2 separate regions of the Drosophila melanogaster genome follow, and region 1 is linked to region 2. Evidence: chromatin contacts called from public Hi-C data. All regions are on one chromosome and are shown on one strand. The core of a region is the stretch at or near the end of the contact, and the rest is flanking DNA. Distances in the headings are between cores, read along the strand shown.

Region 1 (5,969 bases), core at 901-3,400, 940 kb before region 2:
TTTAAAAGTTGATCAATTTAACAAAATATGTTGATTTTCAAACATAAATATATCAATTTTTCTGATTTCGATATTATGTTTAGTAACAAAGGAATAATTTTTCCTTTGTGTAAACTTTATGCATTTAAAGATTACTATCGAATGTCGCAACCATGTTGTTTTTGGCTTACCTAAATATTTAATGACAAGTTATGTTTAAAAATATTTGTTTCTTACATTTTTCTTGATTTCCGACGAATTGTTGGCGATTGAGAGCCAAAGCGCGGAATTTTTGCGAAGCTGCTTCTTGGACGGCTTCTTCTTCTTTTTCAGGTTTATCATCTTGCTATTCTGAGAGACTAAGGAACTACCCCGAAGACCGAAAGTCGAGAAACCAAATAGGAACCGAACCGTTTTGTCCTTTTTTAGGATTTTGCCGAGAAAGTCACCACTGAAAACTGTGTGCCGTCCTTTTTCTTAGCCTCCTGAATGGATGCGGCACACACACGCACACAGACGTATCCGGTATCCTGCGAGCCACGTTTTGTCTGTATCCCAATTTTAATGAAACAGCCTCGTGGTCCGTGCACTCTTTCTCCGTTCGTTTCTCTCTTGCCCCCGTCATTGTATTCCTTTCAATACGATTGAAAAGCGCCGCCTACTACTGCAGTAGTAGAGAACTACTATTAATTTACTATTACATAGCGGCGTAGGTTTCCACTATAGTTTCCCAGCCATATCCTGTGGCAGGCGCTTCGTCCTGTCTGAGAGTTGAAATCAAACTGCCGCCTAGGTTCGCCGAACCGAGAAAGCCTCGAAAGAAACTCGAAACTTCCAGAGAGCGTCGGAGAGGCCGCGAGAGCAGGGAGAGCTTACGCTTGCGCGCGCCAAAAACGATAGGCGGGAAGGGGTTGGAGAAATCCTCTCGCTCTTCCTCTTCCGCACAGCATTTGGCAAGTTCAACTTGCTCTCTCGCTCAAGTTCAGCAGTGCACAGTGGGACGGACCATTGTTTAACTATTCCATTATTATTATTTAATAATCATCTATACATGATCGAATTATATTGACATAAACGTATAATTTGTACAATTATACGTTTAGTAAAAGGATTTCAGTCCTTGACAAAAAACGTATTAATATACATATCTCCCTATCATAGTTTTTCTAACTATTTTTTTATCGAATTCAGGATGGAATATCATAATAGTTCTCAACTTTTCTTTTTTAAATCTTTACAAATACTAATACCCATATTAAAATAATAGCGAAATAATGTAACTTAAAACTTTTCTAACCCCACAGTGCCCGAACGGGAGCTCTGTTCGTGGCAGCAGAGGCTGAAAGCCGGCTACCGGCGAGGGCTGTTGCTCCTTTTTCTTTACTCCACTCTTCCATCAACCATTGCACAGTGGTATCGGTACAGTAAATTTGAGATTTTATTTTTAATTGAAAAATTATACACAAATAAAAGATATCAACCTTTTCCAATCCTAATAATTTTATATTTTAAACAACAAATTAGGAATTTTTTTTTGGTAAACGTTTTAAGTTGCCCTGTGCGCTGCTTACCTTTCGGCAGCTCCAGCTTCAGTTGATGTCGCATAAAAAACTCTCGCCACAACTCGAGTGCGTAGGAATTGGAGTGGACCTTGTAAACAAAGCTGATTGGGAATCACTACCTAATATAGCGAAATTTGAAACATTGAAATTGGATTAGGGGTAGGTATACAAATTAAAGACACTTGAATGCGCTTAAAGTATAAACAAAGTTAAAGCTTTGATAAGAATGCGCGTCAAGAGAAATCAAATAGAACCAACCAAAAATGTTTTCATATTTTTAATGCTTTTGGTTTAAATGCAGCAATCTAACAATTAATACAAAAAAAGATTTCAGTTTGGTACACTTTAACGGATATTTCGAAGTGAAAATTTGGGTCCACCCGAAAAAAAGTGCTTGCACATTGTACATATTTATTTTAATAGCTTGCGCCATTTGTCGAATTGCTTCTTTATTTTTGATTTTGCTTCGTCTTTCACTCATCGAATAAGACCGCGACTCCAGACTTGTTAACATACAACCATACATATGTACATATAGAGAGACCCCCCCCCCCCACATCATCTACAGTTTTCACCACCATCCTTTGGTTTGACTACTTTTCGCTGACAACATCCATATTTATTTATGTACGTATGTATGTATGTAGGTTTGTTTGGATATTGATGTACAACTGCGTACAATAGCATCAGGCCTATGCATAAAACACAACAACTTCAGCATCCATTTCACCACTTATAACAACAAAACTTCTGCTTGACAACCCCGGCGAATAGAAGAAAAGGGAGCGAAGTAAGGAAAATCGCAAGAGAAGAAAAAAGGAAACAAAAGACGCACGTGGTTGCCACGGAACTAAAAACTTTTGGCTGCGTGTGTTCGTGAGTTCACACTTTTCTCGGGCGGGAAGAGAAGATGCACGCGAAAATAAACGGGAGAGAAGCAGCCACCACAAAAAGGAGACAGACAACTCGCACCGCCAAAACTCAGCACAAGTTTGCTAATTTAGCCAGTAAGTTACTGTAGCCTGATTCAATTAGTCAGATAAGGACCTTGCTCTACATTAGTAAATGCACTAAAATATTTATATTTTTAAGCAATACATATGTACCTACATTAACGTTATTATTTAACTTGATTCTTTTACTACTACTACTACACTACTTTTCAAATTCCCTCTACTTTATTACGTGAGCCACTTTCTCAATGTTATTTGGCAAACTCTGCGACAGATTATTGCTTAATTGATAATAATAGTTCCCGCACACAAAAACAATAACAAATTATTTATGTATGCATATAGTGGAGTGTGGTTTATTGATTAAGGAATTACGGGGGGTCTCACTCCACTTGCGATATACGCTTGCCAAATGTTCAAATCATCTATTGATTGAATAAGGGAAATTGAATAAAAATTGAGAAAATGATTGTGGTGGTTTAATTATCACAAACATACAAGAAAATATTAATTTCTCTTGTTTCTTTTGCTTGGGTTTTTATTTTGTCCAACTTCCCAGCAAATGTAATGTTTACTGTAATAATTCAGCCGTGCACAAATTTTGACCTGCTATAATAATGCGAACATCCATACAGCGGATCATCTGTGATTTGCAGATGGGGCATGTCTTGTTACGCTGCAAGTAATGTAGTATGCAATTCGCTCCAAAAAGGTGACCGCATTTAATTGAAACTGGGCGATGGTCTCCGGTAACCTCATAATTCCATTTGCAAATGTAGCACTTGTTCTCTTCGGCGATCTTCTTTCGTTTCATAGACAGGTTCTCCGCTTGATTCGCAATCGCGTCCTGCGCCGCTAGCCTCAGTCGCAACTCCTTCGTTATGTTCTTCTCCTTGTCCAGTTGCAGTCGCAGATCAATTAAACGCTTTTTGGACTCGAAACTATCCTTGATGATTTCGTCCTTTTCTTTGTTCCGTTTTCGCTGCTTAATGACCTCAACGATGAGTTTTTTCTTGGTCATCTTTGTAATATCTTGTTTATCCATCTCGTTTTCGATGTGAACGATTCGCAAATATTACAGTCGAGTTTTATTTTGAAATGGATTTTTTTTTTGACAGCTGTAAATATGTTGGCTGTGTTGGAAAATGCAACACACAACTAATTCTAATGATTACAAGAAAAAATAATTTTGTTCAATCTAGGCAGTCCACGCTTAAACCTTCACTGAGAAGACATTCGTTCTAAAAGTGCTTGTCTAAAAAATTCGTTCACCTTGTAATTTTAATTTCTTTACAATATGCCCAATAACAAAGCCCAGACTCGCTCGTTGATGAGGATGCTGAAGAAGGATGTTGTTGAGCAGCTCTTAGCGGAAAGGAAAAAAAGTGAGCAAAAGGACAAGCAACTGGCGAAGCTAAATATTACAACTCAAGAGAAGGATAAAATGCGCGAGGAGGAACTCAAGCTATATTACCAAATGGAAGAAGAGATAACCAATCAGAAATTATTGCAAGAGCAGTTGTTGTTCGAGTCCAAGGACGAATTAACACAGCAGCTTGAGAAGATTGCCATCGAAAATACTTGCTGCATATGCCTGGATCCTTGGGAAGCGAAGGATCATCACCGCTTGGTTTCGCTTAGATGTGGTCACCTTTTTGGGGAGATGTGCATCCGGACCCACTTGCAGCATGCCGATATGTGCCCAATATGCCGCAAAGTAGCTATTGAAAGAGACGTCTGGCGTGTGTTATTAAACACGCCATAAAATTATTTTCTATAAATACGATGTTCTAGCTATAATATAGTGCGTTGATAAGCGCGATCGATTTAATCGATAAACATAAATTTTAATACCTCGATTATATTTCCGACTATATTCCAATTTTTTCATATTTAGGAGGGGATACAATTGAATAATTACCAAATGGTTTGGGAAACATGCATTTGCAACAATAAATTAATATAAAAAAATTCATTTAAGGATATATTGAATTCTACAGCACTAACATTCCTTTCGCATTTAATTTATTAAAATAGATAAATATTTTGTTTACCCTATGATATCAAGTATTTTTCTTTCTATTTGTAGAACTGCATCCAATATAAATTCGGTTTTCTAAACGACGTTTAAGCCGTTTATTTACATGTTACAGAAGCTTATATATAAAAAGTGATTGATTTTTTGGTTCTAATAATTGCATTCCCCGTTGGTTCCTCCTTCATTCATTGAATTGGTTTCCAAATTGGACTGGTGATTCCACTTCCTGGTCGTAACTCTCCGCAAGCTGTTTGTAAGGTACTTCGAGGTATTTCTCCGACTTTGACGCCTTGATCTCGCCCTGCTTCTTGCTGCTGTCCAAATCTGAAGCGGCAGATTCATAAAGGCTGAAGGAACTGATTGAACTATTGGCAGTATGATACGAACTACTGGAACTGGAATTCTTCGTTCGGGGAATCTTGCGTGGTTTAAAAAATTCGGGGTCTGTGATGAGGGGAAATTGTTTCCGTCCGTTTCTTATAATTTTAATGGGTCCTTCTGGTGGTTTTACTTCGGGCAGAACGGGCAGCGAATCTGTTGCCATGGACATCATTCCGAAGTGACGCATCATGGCTAACGCCTCTAGCTCATTTGTGCTTTCATCCTCCCAATCTTTCATAGTGGCGTGCTCGCCCAGCGGCCTTGTGCCTGCTATCTTCTGTATGTTCTCCATTAGCTGAAGGCTTTGCCGAATATCACGACCAGTTCCGCCTCTGCTTCCATGGATATTTTCGAGCTCGGAATTCCTCTTTTCCCGGGACTTCAGATATTCATATGTGCATTTCGGTCGCGGCCAAAACTCCCCTTGCTTCTTCATGTCGTAGGCCAGTTGACCATGGACAAAATTGAAATCCGGCTCCATGTCGACCAGATCATCCTCGAACTGCGAATTGGGAACCCATGCCATGATCGTGCGTTGTCTTAGGCGAAATTTATTTGTTAATTTTCTGACATCAGACATAACCTAAAACTCACCTAACAAAAAATACTCCGAGAACTCGCCATGAAAACAATTGAACAGCTACACTGTCAACAAGTTCTCAGAATCTGAGACTGAATGTTTACTCCGTTATTTTCAAAGAATAGTTTCAGTGCGACCATTCACCATTGAGCACGGAAATGCCGTAAGAATTATTAAGGCTGTGGTGAATTTAAGTGCACCGGTGTGCGGTGAATCTTTTGCACACCGGTGCGTGGTCAAGGTGAATAATATTGCGCCAAAAAGTTAAACAAAAGGTTAAGGAAGGGGGAGCGGGGTGCAGCAAGCAAGTCATTAAATAAACAAAGGGTAATGCCCCACGAATCAGCATATATACATTCCTAATTTATGCACCACTATTCCAACTCACCAGCAGCGTCTTTTCCGGCCAGCGCGTTTTACTGTTGTTGCTACGTCTACACAAATTTGGGATTCTCGATTTGGATTATTAAACTTTT
Region 2 (5,648 bases), core at 1,783-4,282:
ATGTATTAAGTGAAATCAATGAGAATGAGTTAGAAAGGTGTCATAAATGATATTTATTGGATAAACATTAAAACATAGTAATTTGGAAATTAATAAATTTTAATTCAATAAATAATTCAATTTTAAAAGTTTCGAAATAAAATACAAATATTTGTAAGCAACGGTTTGTGTGAGGAAATTTATTATCAAAAGTGATTGAGTGAATTAATAAGAGTTCTAAAAATACAAGCTATATTAAAAAATATTTATCAGAAGTTAATTATTTAACTTTTTAATATTAAATATAAAATTCAAAACCAATAGCTAACATTAGCATGAACATGAAAATTAGCAAAGTTCCCTAAAGACAAATATTCGCTAATTGTTAGTTATTACTGCCTAAAAATTATTATTTTGTGGATAAATAACAGCACGCCGAAAAAATCTGCAATTCAGTGAGGTGGATTAAAATCAAACAAATTCAAATCGAAAAGTAAAGTGTTCGTGTAATTCTAACATTTATTATACGAAATTTGCTATAATAAAACAAAATCAATATGTGAGTTAAGCAACAAAAAAGAGCATTAAAGTTGAAAACCATTAAATCATTTGAGTGACATCCGTTATTGTTTGAAAAGTGCGCCAAAAATTAAATCGAGTGAAAATACTTTAAGTATTTCCTAAAATACAAAATTCTTACTTGAGTATTCTGTTTGAATTTAATTACTAGATAGTCGCATGATAAAAACAAGAATATAACAATAAAACAAAAACAATATAAGCGTATCAAATATGCGTTTCAAATTACGCTCCCAACGGAAAATCCAATTATTTAATATCCGTTAATCGAACAATCAAAGCAAAATTTATATAATACAATTTCTTTTCTAAAACCCCATTTAACATTAAGCACGTTGCACATCTTTTATTATTTTAAATACCCGATTTCCAGATATGATCAGCCCGGAAAAATAGTGAACTAAATATGCAGAGCAGTAAAAGTCAGGCTAACATAGAAGTTATTTTTCAAAATTTGAATAACGCGCCAATAAAAATCCCGCAACGCGATCGGCCGTAGTGGCAACGCCGCTGCCACTAAACTCCGACTCTCTCTTTGCGCCGTGTGGCCAGATGATTATGGCCTTTTTTTTTGCTCTTTCATCGCTCTCTCGATTTCGATCTCGTCACAGTGCCACTTGCGATCATTGTGTTACTTTGGAGTCGCTGAAAAATCGCGGGGATCGCATCGAATTGGCCTTGACTGCCGTGGGGTTGAGCTAGCCGTGAAAAAGACCGCAGAACCACGATAAATCTGTCGAAAAAGGTGACAAAAAGGAGGCTATACTGTCTTGCTGGCTGGCGTGCGTGTGTATGTGTGCGGCGGTGTGTGCAATTTTTTTCATCACCATTCCAGTCCGCGTGTGTTTTTCAGTGTGCAATCCCGCTGAGAATTTGCCCGAATCCTGCCCAACAGCAGGTGAGTGATGCCGGCCAATTGGCCCATTCGATTTGCAGCAGGTGCAGGGTTCAAAAGTTCGTGAACTTGCTTTTTAAGCCATTTCCTTTAGACCCCGTTTTCTCCATCGATATTGTAGCAGTCGAAAAGTAATGGAAAAAAAACGTGAGCAGCGACGTCGACGTTTTTGCCTCTTTCTCTCTCTGTTCCCCTGCCCCTCTCGCGCTCTCTTCCGCGCCTTCTCTTTGCGCGCGCAGCTGTCATCGCTGTCAGCAGCGCGCGCCGACGTCGGGTTCCCGCGCGCGGGAAATCATCAAGTTCAATCGATTCTAATTTGGCCGAATTGAACGGGATTTTCGATTTTAGTGAAAAATCAGATTCTGCGAGTTTTGATCTTTCAATTGGTTATAGGCACGCATGGTTTTTCATTTAGCTTACCTGATTTATAAGCGCTCGAAGTTGGTGCCAAAAATGCTCGAATGTTAATCGATGAAAACAACAAAGTGGCAGTGGTTTGTTTGGTTTCAAAGCAGCGTTACCACCTAGTTCGACCTCAGTCATCTTGTCATATGTTATTTGGCTGCAGTTCATAAAAACTACTAGAAAAGCATATTAAACCATGTAATTTCAGGCTTCTGAAGAATAAATAAATAATTAAAATTTTAAAGATTTATGAATACCCTTCAAGATAAATTTATTTTAACCTTGAATTGATTTTGGAGCGCTTTAAAAATATATTAAAAAAAATAGTTTCATATTAAAATTTAAATATTTATTTTCTGAAGGTCATATTTGAATTAAAATTGGCATATGACATAGAAATAAATCTTAGGTATTTATATATAACCACGATATATCCGACTAAATCCGCCCTTCTGGCATCCTCGTCAGCTGTTTTTCGACCACCCAGCTGACTGGACGTCGAACCTCCAATTGTAGTCTGACTAGCCTGTTGGGGACTGGGGACTCCAATTGCAGACTCCATTCAATAAAATGCCAAGCTTGCCACCAGCGGCTTCATCGCCCCGTCTCGCTTTCTCACGCTCTGTTCTTTGCGCTGGAGATGCTCGCCCCATCTCCGTCCCTCCCCTAGAGTACAACAAAGTTGCCCCCTGTGTTTGTTGCATTTTTTGGCGCTTCGGATCCGCCTGTTTTGGCGCGTTCCTCATGCACACTCGCCGCAGTCGACGTCGCTGCTTTTGATACCCAGTTCCACCAATTTTTTTTTCGGTTCCAAAGCGATCACTTTGCTGCCGCCGCTCCGCTGCTCGTGAAGTTTTTTCGTGGCCGGCGACGACGACGACGAAAAACTCTCGAAAAACGTTGTTCAATTCCCTTTAAGAAAAACAAGTGAAAACACCGGGGATATTATGTTAAGCATTTTTCCGCTTACTAGAAGGTAAAACCAATTGCACAATGGTTTTAGTGGATAAAAGGCAATACGTTATTCAGAGTGGAATAAAATTTATGACGCGTGTGCGGTGACAAGTGTGTGTGGAACAGTGAAGGAAAGAGCGGGAGAGAATGCTGCGTTTGCCGTCGTGTCTTTGCATTTTTTGCTACAAATACAACATCCTCTTATAAGAAAATTGACACGCTGTAGGATTTAACCGTTGCTTTCTGATTGGCAAGAGACGGGGTGTCCAACTACAAATTGTCTCCCCCACACAGTGTTTTAGTGTTCCCCCTATAAGGAAAAGTGTCCTATTAGAATTAAACCGTTATCCAATGGGAACAAATTGGAAAATCCTATGAAATAAATGAAAGCTTCTAATCACGTCTAAAAGTGCACTGAGTTTCTAATGCGTAACGGGAGTTCAGTGAACTATTACAGCTTTTCTTACTATAGAAGGCTTGAGATGCAGCTTATGGTTTACCCTGCTGTTTGGGCCAACTTTCTAATCTTTCTCCCGCCCGAATTGCACTTTTTCCCGCCATTCGCATAGATTTTGGGCGGTAAAACAAAACTGCCCCAGCCCAAACGCCTAATTCGCGCCACTTTGCGTTTCTCCATTCTTTTCCCATGCTCATTTCATTTTTATACGCTTCCTCCAATGACACACACACAAGCACAAACTTGGAAGAAATGCGCTCGCTAAGAGAGAGAGTAAGCTCTCTTTCTCTCGCTCTCTTCCGTTTTATTCCAATCAGAACAGCGAGTCAAGTTATTTTCCCCTTCCCAACACCAACAACAAACAAAAACGTTTTAGTACTGCGCTCTAAAACGGAAAAAAAGAGAGCATTTGACTGCGACGTCGAAAAAATTCGGAAAATCGCCGATCAGTCGACGGACCTTTCGAAAACTTGACGAACACGAAGCAGAGGTTCAAAGCAAAATGGAGTAAACGAGTGAAGAACAAAATAATGAATTATGTCAAAAGTGGCGCAAATATCTTTGGTACACGAAGAAAAAGATTGGTAGTGGCATTTAGCCCTTACCCACAATCTACGTACATACATATGTATGTATGTTTACATATGTAGAATTAATAATAGTATTTTAATTATTGTAAAATCGTGGTTATATTTATTTTTGTGAGTAGTTACTCTATGTACGTGCTCCCAACCAATGAGTGAGCGAGATAGACTGCCAAGTGGAGAATGGAGTTCATTGATATTTCTCGGCGTTTTGCTTTCGCTTCCCCTTCGTCTCCACCTTGCTTCGCGCCATCTTCGTTCTTTCCTCTTCTCCTCTGCTTCCATTTACCTGCCACATTCATTTTGTTGTTGTTTTCTTCGCAATTTTTGCTTTCTTCTTTATTTTTTGCATTCTTTTGACGTTTTTTAGTTTGCGTGTTCGCTTTTTGCGCCGTTAAACTTTTGGAGCGATCGCGGCGGGGGTGTGCGTGGGGGGTGGGTGGTGTATTGTTGATGGGGTGGATTTTTGTATACTTAATTTTTCGATTATGTCATGATCGTGCCGAAAATCAGCCGCTTATGTTTAGATTTGGCCAGTTTAAACCATGGGGAAATAAATTGTTTTTCTTAGAAGTGATTTTGAAAAAAGTAAGAGCATCAAGTTTTTGATGATTCAGTGTCGTGAATTTTGTATATTTTCCCAACATTTTCTTTTGTTTGACCCACCTAAACACTCCTTATATGATCTATTCAAATCCTAGTCAACACCTTTCAATTCTGCTCATGATCCTCCAAGTGCTTGCCACCTTCGAAAGCGGTATGTCATCAAAGGATTTTCTAGACGAGATGGGAACCCAAACTGATCTCGAATATTTTCTCATCATATGTACATACATACGTAAATGGTTATAGGAATCCACACATATCAACTGGCCATATTAACCCGAATTCCTAGTAAAATACCAACAATATTTCTCAATTACAAGTGCGGAATGTTTTACAAATATTACATGTTCTCCAAAAGGATGAGTTGTGAATAGTAACTCCTTAAATAAATGGTTCATATGTACATATGTATGTATATGTGGGCATTTTTTTTTTATAGTCCATACACATTTTTGTCGCTGCGGCAGAAGAATCCGATTCGGAATCGGAATGAGGTGAAGCCGTATGTATGAGGAGCAGAAACAACAATGATAAACAGTTTCCAGTTATTCCCAGACAAACAAAGGATAGTCCGTCCGACTGGCGATTTGTGGAGCGGGGAAGAGACAGGACGCAGGCCACTTGAGCTAGCTGACTCGCTGTGGGCATCCTTTTAGACGCTGCTAAATATAAACTAAATAGTCAATTGAGCGCGTCCCGATGTCCTAACGGCTACTTCAAGGCCATCGATTCTTGGAACTGGAACGCCGCCGTCGCCATCGCCGCCGCTGCCGCTCCATTCAAGAACTTTGATTTGTTCTCCTCCATCGGCTGGGCCGACTTTACTTTCACACGCCGTTTTGCCCAGGCGGCGCTCTTTAGATACCCGGCACACAGATACTCAGATACTCGGACTCACAGATACACTGATGCGCGCAGGCGAGGATCGACTTTCCTGTTCTCGTTTGCAGTACCCTGTAGTTCTGGGTAGGGTGGGCATATGCGACTGAAGCAACACAGCAAACTTGGGCCAATTGACCATTAGAATTTAAACGCATTCATGAGTATGAAAAGGAAGCATCAAAGATCGGGTTCAATTCAATGATGCTTATAAAGCAATCTTCGTGTATTGGTTTAAACTTTTAGTAGTATTATTTATAGTTTCATATTATGCAAATATGATTAGGCTTTCGATTTGAGAAAATATCTT

Evidence for each region. A called contact is a pair of places that touch in the nucleus more often than the background predicts.
Region 1: a Hi-C map of the Kc167 cell line shows a contact between it and region 2, with 2.4 times the contacts expected there. A contact is called at or near these places in 2 of 107 Hi-C or Micro-C datasets (the Kc167 cell line and eye imaginal disc).

The regions. Positions count from the first base shown.
Region 1 is chr2L:16,680,189-16,686,157 of dm6, reverse strand. It overlaps CG31807, which reads left to right and starts at 2,150. Exons shown (of 2, transcript NM_001299054.1): 1 at 2,150-2,548; 2 at 3,808-4,339. The coding sequence starts at 3,831. The coding sequence ends at 4,259. grp (grapes) reads right to left here. Exons shown (of 8, transcript NM_165172.3): 1 at 5,882-5,969; 2 at 1,551-1,660. CG33552 reads right to left here and starts at 3,655. Exons shown (of 1, transcript NM_001014488.2): 1 at 2,868-3,655. The coding sequence starts at 3,539. The coding sequence ends at 3,066. squ (squash) reads right to left here. Exons shown (of 3, transcript NM_206000.4): 1 at 5,882-5,969; 2 at 5,508-5,708; 3 at 4,505-5,452. The coding sequence starts at 5,439. The coding sequence ends at 4,714.
Region 2 is chr2L:15,743,641-15,749,288 of dm6, reverse strand. It overlaps lncRNA:CR44974 (long non-coding RNA:CR44974), which reads right to left and starts at 3,032. Exons shown (of 2, transcript NR_124289.1): 1 at 2,829-3,032; 2 at 2,289-2,770. CycE (Cyclin E) reads left to right here and starts at 1,139. Exons shown (of 6, transcript NM_165125.3): 1 at 1,139-1,303. It also overlaps asRNA:CR44866.